3 separate regions of the Rattus norvegicus genome follow, and regions 2 and 3 are each linked to region 1. A link is a contact called in public Hi-C data. All regions are on one chromosome and are shown on one strand. Each heading gives the region's core, a stretch centred on a gene start, on an enhancer-like site or on the middle of the called end of the contact. The rest is flanking DNA. Distances are from core to core; before and after follow the strand shown.

Evidence for each region. A called contact is a pair of places that touch in the nucleus more often than the background predicts.
Region 2: a contact with region 1 is called in a Hi-C map of liver, with 2.6 times the contacts expected there. The contact joins two enhancer-like sites. A contact is called at or near these places in 3 of 12 Hi-C or Micro-C datasets (kidney, liver and mammary epithelial cells).
Region 3: a Hi-C map of liver shows a contact between it and region 1, with 3 times the contacts expected there. The contact joins two enhancer-like sites. A contact is called at or near these places in 2 of 12 Hi-C or Micro-C datasets (liver and mammary epithelial cells).

Annotation. Positions count from the first base shown.
Region 1 is chr14:10,478,576-10,482,398 of GRCr8, forward strand. The region is part of intron 2 of Rasgef1b (RasGEF domain family, member 1B); the gene reads left to right. Among named protein-coding and RNA genes, the nearest start is that of Rasgef1b, 320 kb to the left of the region's middle. Within about 2 kb of position 2,051, at least 2 of the 93 cell types and tissues checked have an H3K27ac peak or open chromatin away from gene starts, as enhancers often do. A contact at or near this core is called in liver, where this site is marked.
Region 2 is chr14:10,652,184-10,656,006 of GRCr8, forward strand. All of the region lies in intron 3 of Rasgef1b (RasGEF domain family, member 1B), which reads left to right. Among named protein-coding and RNA genes, the nearest start is that of Prkg2, 210 kb to the right of the region's middle. Within about 2 kb of position 1,903, at least 10 of the 93 cell types and tissues checked have an H3K27ac peak or open chromatin away from gene starts, as enhancers often do. A contact at or near this core is called in liver, where this site is marked.
Region 3 is chr14:10,634,010-10,637,832 of GRCr8, forward strand. All of the region lies in intron 3 of Rasgef1b (RasGEF domain family, member 1B), which reads left to right. Among named protein-coding and RNA genes, the nearest start is that of Prkg2, 230 kb to the right of the region's middle. Within about 2 kb of position 2,047, at least 6 of the 93 cell types and tissues checked have an H3K27ac peak or open chromatin away from gene starts, as enhancers often do. A contact at or near this core is called in liver, where this site is marked.

The DNA of each region.
Region 1 (3,823 bases), core at 801-3,300:
CACTGGTATGAGTTCATCCCTTCCCTAATTGGCTTCTGGGTCCTCTTGTTTACCGCTCCTAATACAATAGACCCGTATAATTATGTGGGATAAAGAAAAGGACAGTTGACCCCAGTGCAGGGGATTTATCACCTTTGAGCACTCTTCCCTTCTCCCTTCACCCCTACTCGGTAGTTAACCACACACTCCTTTGTACTGTGCCTCAGCCCTCTGGCACCCACTGCCATTTACGTATTCCTGGTGACAAACTAGAATGGAGTAAGGAAAAATTACAGGTTAGACAGGTGCCTGGTGATAACCCTAATTGCAGTCTTTGCAGTGAGCAAAGAGTTGACGCAGGCCTTTCATACACCTCCGAAGACATGAAATTCAGGCTCTAAATGAGAGGTAGAGGTCTATTGTGCAGCTTGGTAATTTATTCTCAGGTTCATAGGCAATGCTTGGGAGAGAAATGGCTTCAGCACTTATGAACCAGAGTGACTGTGGTTGGGAGATGCATGATTTCCCACTGGGAGGCATGCCTGGAACTTTGGCTTCTCAAAGCTGTCTTCCCTTTAAGCTACTACCACCTACAGTGGGCTTTCTCCCCAACTCTCCCAAAGCCAATTCAGTGCGTCTAAGGAGTGTCCATCAGTAGGACTTTACTTCATTTGGCGTGGGTGAGTTATCAGACCTTATCTGTGCTTTTTCTGCTTGATCTTTCCAAGTATGAGAGTCTCCGGAACCCTCTACCCTTGGAACTCCTCCAAGACTTCCAGACTAATGTGACTGGCCATCGCCCTCAAAGCCACTCACCAGAGCCTTATCCATTAGAAACTGGCATTTTGGAGCCTGAGTGTGTTCATTGTGTTTTTCTTTCCCTTTGTTCAGCTAAACAGCAATTTATAAGGTCTATGAATTTAAAACCTCGAGGTTCCAGAAGATACTTGTATTTGACTGTTTAAAGGATCAAAACTACCCCCCTCATTTTACTTAATAAAGAGCTTTGTCATTCCATCAAGATTCCAATGAAAGGCTCATGATAATTTACACACATCCTCACATATAATATCTACTAAAGACCCAGGAATAGTGGCTCAGTTTAATTTGCATGAAAGTCATTAAGAAAAGCTACGACAATTTCCCAAGGAGTGGACCCACATCCCTGTGTCAGACGGAGAAAACTTGCTTACTGTGTTATTTCCAGTGTTTCGCACTCAGCAATTTAAGTCGAGCACAGAGAAGGGCACCAGGAGTCTACATAGTAACGAGCTTCTGTATGATGCTAATGGCCGTAAATTCGGAATGTTAAAAAAATAAGTAATATGCAATAAATTCCTGTAATTTCCCTTAAAGCACAATAGCAACAGAACTTACTGGGCAGCCATGTAGGTCAGTATGTGCACCAGGCTGTGGTAGGTAAAAGTTCATGCAACTATAATTGACGGCCTTTCCAATGAGGCTAGTCTACAATGGAACGTCTTACACCATATGCAGCACAACTGTTGTAGAACAGTCAGAGGAAACAGAAAAAGACTCCTCGGCCCCAACTAATATGCACATTCCTCTCATAATAGCTGTAGGGGACATGCTATAAGGATACAAATGTCTTATGCCATTTCATTCATTCATTCATGGGATATATGAGACACTTGCTTTGTTTTGGGCGTTAAGCTGGGTTCTGGGGATTAATACAGTTGTGAGCAACTCAGGAGTCCATGCTTATGGTGTACATAACAGTATGAGGAGAGCCATATTAAGTAAGATTATTACCTTAGAAACACAGAAAGCATACAGTTAGACTTGGCAGTAAATGCTGTGAAGGAAAATGATGAGGTATCAAGCTTGAGAATGTGACAACGGGCTCTGATGGAATCTGTGACACTCGAACTAAGAGTGCAGCTGCCGCCCCAGCAGAAGTGCCTGATTGGTTCTCCAACTAAGACCACCAAAAACGTGGCCAAGCTACATGGCAAGTCTGAAGTCATCCGGTCTCCTACACAACACTTCATATGGCACACACAAAGGAAACCAGAACTCGAGCTCTCGCCAACACTCATGTGCAAACCAGCCCCCAGCAGAGTTCGATCTGGGTCCGGAGTCCCAGTTCAGAGTTCTTCTTACTCTGCCTGCTGCCTTGTACATTATAATCATTTGTGTCTTACTGGGAGTTTAATATTTAAGTGATTATCCATGCTAGATTTTTTTTTGTATCGGTTGGTGTAGTCTCTTGGAATATCCCCAATTAGTAAACCATTTGCTTTCCTGCTCTTACTTTAACCCTTAAAAGAATTTACATCAAACAGGCTGGGCACGGTGGTGCACATCTCTAATCCTAGCACTCTGGAGGCTGTGGCAGGCAGATTTCTCTCACTTTAAAGCCAGTCCGGTCTACATAGTGACTTCCAGAACAGGCAAAGGTGCATAATAGGGAAAGCTTGTTTCAAATGGACTGAGGAAGAAAGAAAGAAGGAGAGAAAGAAAGAAAGAAAGAAAGAAAGAAAGAAAGAAAGAAAGAAAGGAAGGAAGGAAGAAAGAAAGAAAGAGAGGAAACCCTTACAACACACACAAACATATGAAGTAGTGTATTACAATCTTGGAATATAATTTTATGACAAATAGAAGACTTCAAGAAATTCTATGCATACAAATTACATGTAGACCAATGCTGCAGACCGATACTCTCCAAAGTCTATTCTGTGCCTGTCTATTCACATACATTCCCTCTTTTCTGTCACTAGAGAAATACTCTGTAAATCCATTATACTCTGGGACCTGTGTCTATGCCCAAAGGTGTTCATGTGCAGAAAAGGACATTGTACTTTTGAGTTAGTTAGTCTTGAGCGTGAATCTTGAGACCAAAAAGTTCTGTTTGTGTTACTTTAGGGGACTGAACCACAAGATTTTTAGCTGTCTGTGGGGTGATCATTTTCTACCACAAAGCTATTTTGACCAGGAACTGGCTTACTTATATGAGAGTACTGAGTGTAGCATTGGGGACACAGAATACATTCAGAAATAACACTTGGCTGTGATTGTGTACAAACAATAGGGATACGGAAGGGAGGGGAGAGGGAAGCTAGTAGTTCACCAAGGTTTGCATCACATTTGGACCTTACAGAATTAAAATAAGACTTAAGAGAGAAGCATACCCTCACACTGCACACACACGCATTCACGTTCCTACCCTTGGGCCATGAGGTGAAGAGAGACAGAGATAGTGACTGGAGAAGACTGGGCCATGGGTGTGAGGCCATAAGGCTTCTGAGTACTGTGAAGTGGGAAGCAAACCGTCAGAATACCCTGCATCACTCTGCCCTGGTGCCCCCCAACACTAGCTCATATGGGAAAGGTTCAAGTGACACTTAAATTTTGGTTATTTTTCCCACACAGATTTTTTTTTTTACAGCCCTGGTCTTTACTCCTATCTTAACTATTGTATGTCTAATATTTATAATGTCAAGATTAGAAAATATGTTGTACCAGAGTTACTATAACGTGCAGATTTTGCCCTACATTTGAACACTTTTATTTTCCTATTTGTTTTCCTTGGCGGGGGGGAATGTTTTCCGTGAATCGAGTGCAAATTAATCAGAACGTTCTGCTTAAAATACCTTCAGTAAGTGTTTGCAAAACTATCCTGAGTTTTAACACCCCTTAAAGAAATATAATATCCCTTTACATAAGAATGTCTGAGAGGAATAGAACCCTCCCTGGACTGCATTCTCTCATGGCTCTGTCATACTTCCTACTCAGAGCGTTCCTGGGGCCTCCTCTCATGCTACCTTTGAAGGCCTTCTAAGGATCCCTGTCCCTTTAGAGAACTGGAAACTGGCACGGTGAC
Region 2 (3,823 bases), core at 653-3,152, 170 kb after region 1:
TCTCCTGTTCACTTTCCAGAGATTCCTAGAACTGAACTTGGAATATTTGGTTGGCCTCCAAGGAGAACACCCGGGGAGGAGACAGGGAAAGGAAGGTCCTCAGTCTTGCCTGGAAGAAGAATCAGGAATCCCAAGCAAGGGTCGAAGAGAACCTTAGTTCTGATGGCAGAATTTATTAGAAAACCAATGAAAAAGCTTTAAAGAGATCCTGTGAGGTCTTCACATTGGCTGATTGTCTTGGTGGGGGAGGGTAGTCGTTGAATTTAAGTATTCTCTGTCTCCATTACCATCATTTTTCCAGAACTATATAACTGTATACAGTTGGCCATACTTCTATTGGGTCATCCTTTAAACCTACAAAAATTACATGTGTATAGGCATTGTTTATTCCAAGATGGCCGCAGTGGCTTAGCCAGACCTCTGCCCTGGAAATGAGTCTGGGCAGATGGGGACCATCTCCCTACCTATCGAGACCCCTGCCTTCTTTATGTAGCTGTAACATCTGTGAAGTGGACACAGGAAGTTAAAGGAGATGGCTTATGGGGCCTTTGTATTTCTGTCCTAGTTACGTTATTTCCTTGCAACCTTTTCCTCCATCCACCCTAAAGTGGAACACGCCAGGGTGAAGGCAGCATGCGCAGTTGTCTTCTGAGCACCAGGGAATGACAGGGGTGAGCAACATTCTTTCTTAGGTGAATGCAGATAGACAGTTAGTGTTTCCTTGACTTGTCTTTCCCTTTCCGTCATCGGGAGAATGTTTAAAAAGTTACTAATTATCAATAAGGTGGGGTCAGAAAAACATTTTATCTTACAAACTCATCATTCTTGTCAACCAAACGCCACCTTCTCTTTTACCAATGTGTTTTCATAGACTTGTGCATTTATTATTTTCTCTTAAAGTGCATATAGACCTAGGAATGATCCAGTTGACAGGAGTTATGTTAGGGAACCACCCTGATGTGGAGATTTGACACAACAAGATTTAGTCATGCAAAAAAGGAAAACACTTTAAGACCATTAGCCCTTTTCAACTTGTCTAAAAGACAAAAACATCGAAGGGAGAAAACCATAGTTTTCATCCCCCCAAATTAAATTGTCCCCTTTATCATGTTACATAATAAAATACAAAGAGAAATAATCTTGGCTTTTAACAAATATCTCTACTGAGTATTGAACCATTTCCCTAATGAAGTGAGTTAGACAGAGAAAAATAAAATATTTTAATAGAGGTTATCCCCCTGAGATGCTTTATGTGTATATCCTGCATAATCTGCAGTTCATCTGTTCTGTTTAATAGGACAGCTTCTAGCCACATGGAGATATTTAAACAAATTTGCTTAAGTTGAACAAAAGTACTGGTTTCCCAGTTGTCTTTTTCCCCCTCTATTTCTCTCTGTCCCTCTCTCTTGAGCTGAGGTGAAACCCAGGGCTTTGTACATGCTGTGCTAAGAGCCATGCCACCAAACCACTCCCTATTTTACCAGAGCTGTGCCACCAAGCCACCCCCAGCCGACTAGCCAGTGTGAAGTCCCATAGTCACTGCAGCCTGTGGTGGCTATCAGACAATGAAGAAGAGGCCATTCTCTTAGGATTCCAGCCCTTGTGGCAACCCTTGATTAGGTAATGGTGATTTTTGGAGATCAGTCTTATTATTCTCAATGAAATAATTGATTCTCATCACAGATGGGCATCTGGGGCATCAGGAAATGGAGCGGTGGGGGCACCGTCCACTAATTTATGACTTACTTGTTCCCCAAGCCCAGTCCTATGCTGAGACCTTCATATCCCCCATGCAATAGCTGCCCTTTCCTTGTTTTTTGTAAACCAGCAGTTAGTGCTGGAAAGCACCAGCTCTGTCAAAGACAGGGACCCGGGCGCCACCTACTGCTAAGCTCCAGAATTGCAAGGACGCTGTAGAGGAGAAAAGGCTTTTAAAGGCATGTAGGAAGTCAGCGTGTCCCGGCTTCCCTTGCTACACACTATAGGAAGATTTTCAATGACACTCCAGGCCTATTCAGAGTTTCCATGTACCAAAATGTCATTTTGTGCTTTAATAAATTGCTAACACCATCCCATAACAAAAAGATCATGTTTTTCCTCCAACTGAAAATGTTAACTTGTTGAGTCAGAATTCTTTCGCCAATTAGGGATTAGTTAAAAAAAAAATCTAGGTAACATAAGGCCTGATAAAGCAAAATGTAAATTGGCGTGTGTGCATGTGCGTGTGTGTGTGTGCATGTGCGTGTGTGTGTGTGTGTGTGAGCAGTGAGGGGTGGGGAGTTGGGGGACATGTAACAAATCAGGAAACACTCCCATTCCTTTGCAGAGGGAAAACAGGCCAGTTCCCAGCATCCCTGTTGGCTCATAGGCACCTATAACCCCAGTTCCAGAGGATCTGACGCCCTCTTCTGGCCTCCTTGGGTACCACCCCACATATACATTAATTACAAACTTTTAAATAAGTAATCTTCCTTCCTAAACTAGGAACCCTGTAGACCACTTGGACTCAGTTCGAAAAGCGGTACACTGTGGGGTTGTGTCCGTGCACACTGCTGTCTGTTCTCAGCTGCCTTCTTAACAAAATACCTCTTTTCTAAGAAGGGTTAGTGGAGGCGTAGCCTGCCTGCAGGTTCCACAGATGCTGTCTGCAGTCTCTGCTAAAAAGGCTCTCAGTCTGTGGAAAGGAGGGAGAAGATAAGCATCTCAACACTTCCAAGCTTAGAATACACTGTGCTTCAGGTAGCCTCAGAAGCTTGACTTTGGCCTTTCGCCTGGGCTCACATCTGCCGTCACCTGGATCTTTGGTCAGTCTGCATTCCCGAGCCTGTTGTCACCGAAAGGAAGCTGTCAGTCTGGAACATTAGCTGGAAGGATTTACCCAGTGTCTGCAGTGTCAACTGAGAAAGCAGAGAGTTGTTAAATATGCAAGGTGTGGGGTTCCTTTGGAGTCCAGACAGGAATGGAGAAAGGTCGAGCTCCAGGTATTAAATGAAATCTCTTCCCACTAAACAAACGTGCTTTCAAGGTTTAGCTGAGAGAAGGAGATCTTTGCCTCGTTACTTAAATTTGGACACGTGTCTAGCGTTTAGGCTGCTGCTGAAACACTGTAATCAGTGTAGAGCCTTGGGTTGTAAACACCTCGTCCTGTTATGACGTGGAGCAGAAAAGCATTTCTGTCTTTCTCTTGAGAGTGAAGGAGACGCTGACTGCTGTTCTAGGGAAGATCGGCAAAGCGTCTGCCACAGAAGGGATGGTTTTTGATGTCTCTCCACGCCCATCTGCACCGCAGTCTCTTTTCCACATTGAGTTACCACCTGAAATCATCCCCGTGCACCTGCTTCGTCATAAATAACGTCGTGCAGAAGCGGTTGCTAGTTCAAACACAGTCTGCCGTTCAGAAGGACGGCTTTTCATCTGGAGCTTTGATTGGTCTAAAGCCATTAGGCATGCCTTTCAGATTCATTCATCCTGTAAATCACCCACAGCCTGGCTCCCTCGCTCAGGGATCAATGTCAGGCCAAACTTCCTCAGGGTCCTTGGAAGAACATGATCTATTTTTGTGCCCAAATTAACAGCCCCTGTAAGATGTCTGGCAGCTGAGTTCAGCTTACCAAATCAATTTCAAGAAGGAATAGTCATCTTCTCTGCCTGGCTTGGGTATGCCTCGTTCCTCCTAGAAACTTTTCCAGCATAATTTATAATCTGTGGGCCAATCTCAGTGGCCAGAAAGATATTTTTTTCCTTTAGTCTAGTTTATTGTTTTATAAAATAAAAATATGTTTCCTGTTATCTTGCTATGCTGTCTACCCAGAGTGATGCCCCA
Region 3 (3,823 bases), core at 797-3,296, 160 kb after region 1:
GTCATCCCTGTGCTAAAATTCACGTCCTGTTGAGAAGTAGTTGTGAACCCGGCATTCTGCTGACCACTGGGAATGCTAACAAAAAGAAAAATAGACCCCCAGACTTTGTGGGGTCCAAGCCACTCACTGTCTAAGGTACACAGGAAAATGGCCCAGGAAGATTTACAATCCCTTCGTTCAAGCCTAGAGCTGTCGTTCTGGAACACTCTGTAGATGTTCTCTAAGTGAAGCCACAGTTGAAAGCCAATGTCCTGGCCACACCTTAGAGAAAGCAGGGGAAACCACAGCGTGTCTGGAAAGGGAAGTGGTCATGGAAAGTTTGATTGATAATGTCTAGTGTAAACTACGTAATATTGACTTTAAAACATTCTCACCACAGTGTTCAGCTGATAAACAATAGAACCAAAGAACTGCATTCAGATTTATAGGTGACCCAGAGCTTGGATGAACAGTTAAAAAGAATTGACAGAAAAATACCAGCAAATACAGAACACAATGCTTTCACCTGGTCAGGTTGTCTAGTTCCTTGAAGAAGCTTAAAATATTCTTGGGGATAGTCTTGAGGATCACTTAGAAAATTGAAACATGTGGTGGAAATTAGATGATAGGGGCTATTATTGGATATTCTTCAGGGATAATAGACTGTGGTATATATAATAGCAATAACTTATTTAGAAAATACAAGCAAGAGTTTCTTTTTTTTTAAAGATTTATTTATTTTATGTATACAATTACACTGTAGCTGTCTTCAGACACACCATAAGGGGGCATCAGAGCTCATTACAGATGGTTGCGAGCCATCATGTGGTTGCTGGGATTTGAACTCAGGTCCTCTGGAAGAGCAGTCAGTGCTCTTAACCACTGAGCCATCTCTCCAGCCCCCAAGCAAGAGTTTCTTAAGGATGCTTATAATTTTCTAATAGTTTTCCGACAACACAAAGTGAATTTACACTGAATAGGAAGATACATCGTCATGATTGTCTTGTCTTTTCTCTTTTGTTTTGTCTTTGGTAAGGAACCTCACTCTGTAGTAAGGCCTTGCCTCAGTGCTCAGGCTCCCAAGTACTCAGGTGACAGGTGTTCAACATCATGCCCGGCTAGTCCTGTGTGTGTGTGTGTGTGCGTGTGTGCGCGTGCGCGCGCGGTATCTTGTGTGTGGTGTGTGTGTGGTATCTTGTGTGTGTGTTTGTGTGTGTGCATATGGTGTGGTGTGGTGTGGTGTCTTGTATATGTGGTGTGTGTGTGTGTGGTGTGTGTATGGTATCTTGTGTATGGTGTGTGTGTGGTATATGTGTGGTATCTTGTGTGTGTGTGTGTGTGTGTATGGTGTAGTGTCTTGTGTGTATGTGTGGTGTCTCGTATATGTGTGTGTGTGTATGTGTGTGTGGTGTCTTGTGTGTGTATGTGTGGTGTCTTGTGTGCGTGTGTGTGTGGTGTCTTGTGTGTGTGTGTGGTGTCTTGTGTGTGTGTATGGTGTCTTGTGTGTGTGTGGTATCTTGTGTGTGTGTGTGGTGTCGTGTGTGTGTGTGTATGTGTGTGTGGTATGTGTGGTGTCTTTTGTGTGTGTGTGTGCGCGCATTCGTGCGTGTTGCTTTTGAGATAGTCTCTGTTTCTCGATGTGGCCTCAAACTCTTTATATAGCCAAGGTTAGCCTTGAACCTGTGCTTCTCCTAAGTGCTGGGATCCCCTGACTTCTAAAGGACTCTGGGAGAGGCTGAGCTGTGGGCACAGGAGAGGCTGCTGAGTAGTTGTGATATTATATTTAATTAACTTCCATTATTGAGCTCTGTTTTCCAGAGTTCGTGCTAATGACTTTGTATGCATCATTGAACCTCGGTTTCAAAACAGCATCCATGTGGTCTTAGCTGAGGAGGAGTCTTAGACACGAGGCCTGGAGTGACCAGCAGCCTGTTCAAGTCAGCTCTGAGTGGGGGGTTATGCAGGTTCTTCCCCTTTCCATGGTGGGCGATCTTGAACACTGCAACATTGTCTGCCCCAAGCCTCGGTGGAAAGCCCGCAGTTTCTCTTTCACTTTTGTTGTAGCGCTTACTTGAAAGTCGGCCAATGCTTGTGTGTCTGCTCCATGAACTCTGCTTGTGATACAAAGCTCTGTGGAGGAAGGCCTTGTCGGTCCGTATCTTGGCTGTGTTGTTAGATGTTGTTCTCACTCAGTGAAGACTCCCTCTCCTTCACTTTCCACGTTGAAGATGATGGAGAGAACACTAAGTGTTGGATATAAGCGGCCACCTTTCTTTACATTTCAACTTGAGTGTCCTCAGAGAACTCTAGCTGATACAGGGAAGAAAACATCCTAGTGCTAAAGGGATTACAAGGCTGGGTCCCACAAGCAGGTCAAGTTGCCACCAGGGATTGTAACATTGTCCTTAAAAATCTCCTATAGAATTCAGTTGAAGTGCAGAAAGTTACATTTGTTCCTGTTAACTGTTGTGATCTGTTAGTCTGTGGCGACTTTTTAAAGATTTTTATGTAGCAACTGAAGATTAAAGTAATGTCAGGAGATTTCCAGAGGGCTGCGGAGATGACTCAGCAGTTTAGAACTCTGGCTGCTCTTGCAGAGGACCTGAGTCCTGTTCCCAACACCCACACGGTGGCTCCCAACTCCTGTGGCTCCAGTTCCACAGATCTGATGCCCTTCTTTGTCATCTGAGGGTAGCACCACTCGTGTGCGCGCGTGCACGCACACGTAAGCGAAAAATAAAAATAATTTAAAAAAGGGACGGAAACAGCAGTTATTAATACTCTATCTGTGGGCTCTGAAAGTTCATCCTGTATGTGCAGAACCGTCTGAGGAAAGCCATTGGAAGAGGACAACTTAGGCAGGTCCCTTTCCCCACAGGTAAATGATCTACTCATTTGAGTTATTATGTATAGAAAATGTAAAAAAATAGGTAAACTTGAGGATTCCAATTGCTTAAACATAGCGAACCGTTGTCCATTGTGAAGCAAAGGAAGGACTCCTCCGCTGCCTATCACCCCAGACACGGGAAATGCACTGACCTTGAAGTAAATCACATGAGTGCCGTCAGTGAGGAGAGATAGTCATCGGGCAGGCTGAAGTTTTTTACTCCTTTCAAAACTGCAGCGGGGCCAGAAGTAGCAACAGAAAAAAGGAGATCTCATGACAAAAAAGAAGAGGTGAGGTGGGGGCCGGGGGTGGTCCTTGATGTAGGCATTGAGGTCAAGGCCTGGAGCTTTCGAAGAAGGGGAGTGGTCAAGAAAGGGGAGTGGTCAAGAAAGGGGAGTGGTCAAGAAAGGGGAGTGGTCAAGAAAGGGGAGTGGTCAAGAAAGGGGAGTGGTCAAGAAAGGGGAGTGGTCAGAAGGGAGAAAGTGCTGGGAGGTTCTGCCAAGAGTAGGAGGGGAGAAGTCCCCTAATGCAAACACTGGAATTGTCAGACCTCAACTCCGTGCCTTCTTAATATTGGTCATTCCACAACCCCTCTTTAGAGCCGGACCATCCTAACACTCAGGGCTTAAAGCAAAGACATGTCTCACCGCAGTTTAGGTATTAGACCACTTAACACGTGGGCACAGAACGAACGCAAAGGCATACAAAGTGTGTCTTTGAAACAGCAGGTATAGTCTGGCCTTGGATACCTTTAGTCTGAAGCCAACGGACAAGCCACGGTCCGTCCATTTGATCTATAATTACTTCAGGCTTACCGGTAGGTTGGTTGAGAAGAGAGGAACTATTCAGGGAAAGTAAATTTAGGGCTTAAACCTAACACATAAAAAAAGCAGTAATATTTTAACTCACATATTTACTAATTAAACACTGGGCACCTGCTGTATGCCAAGTGTTGTG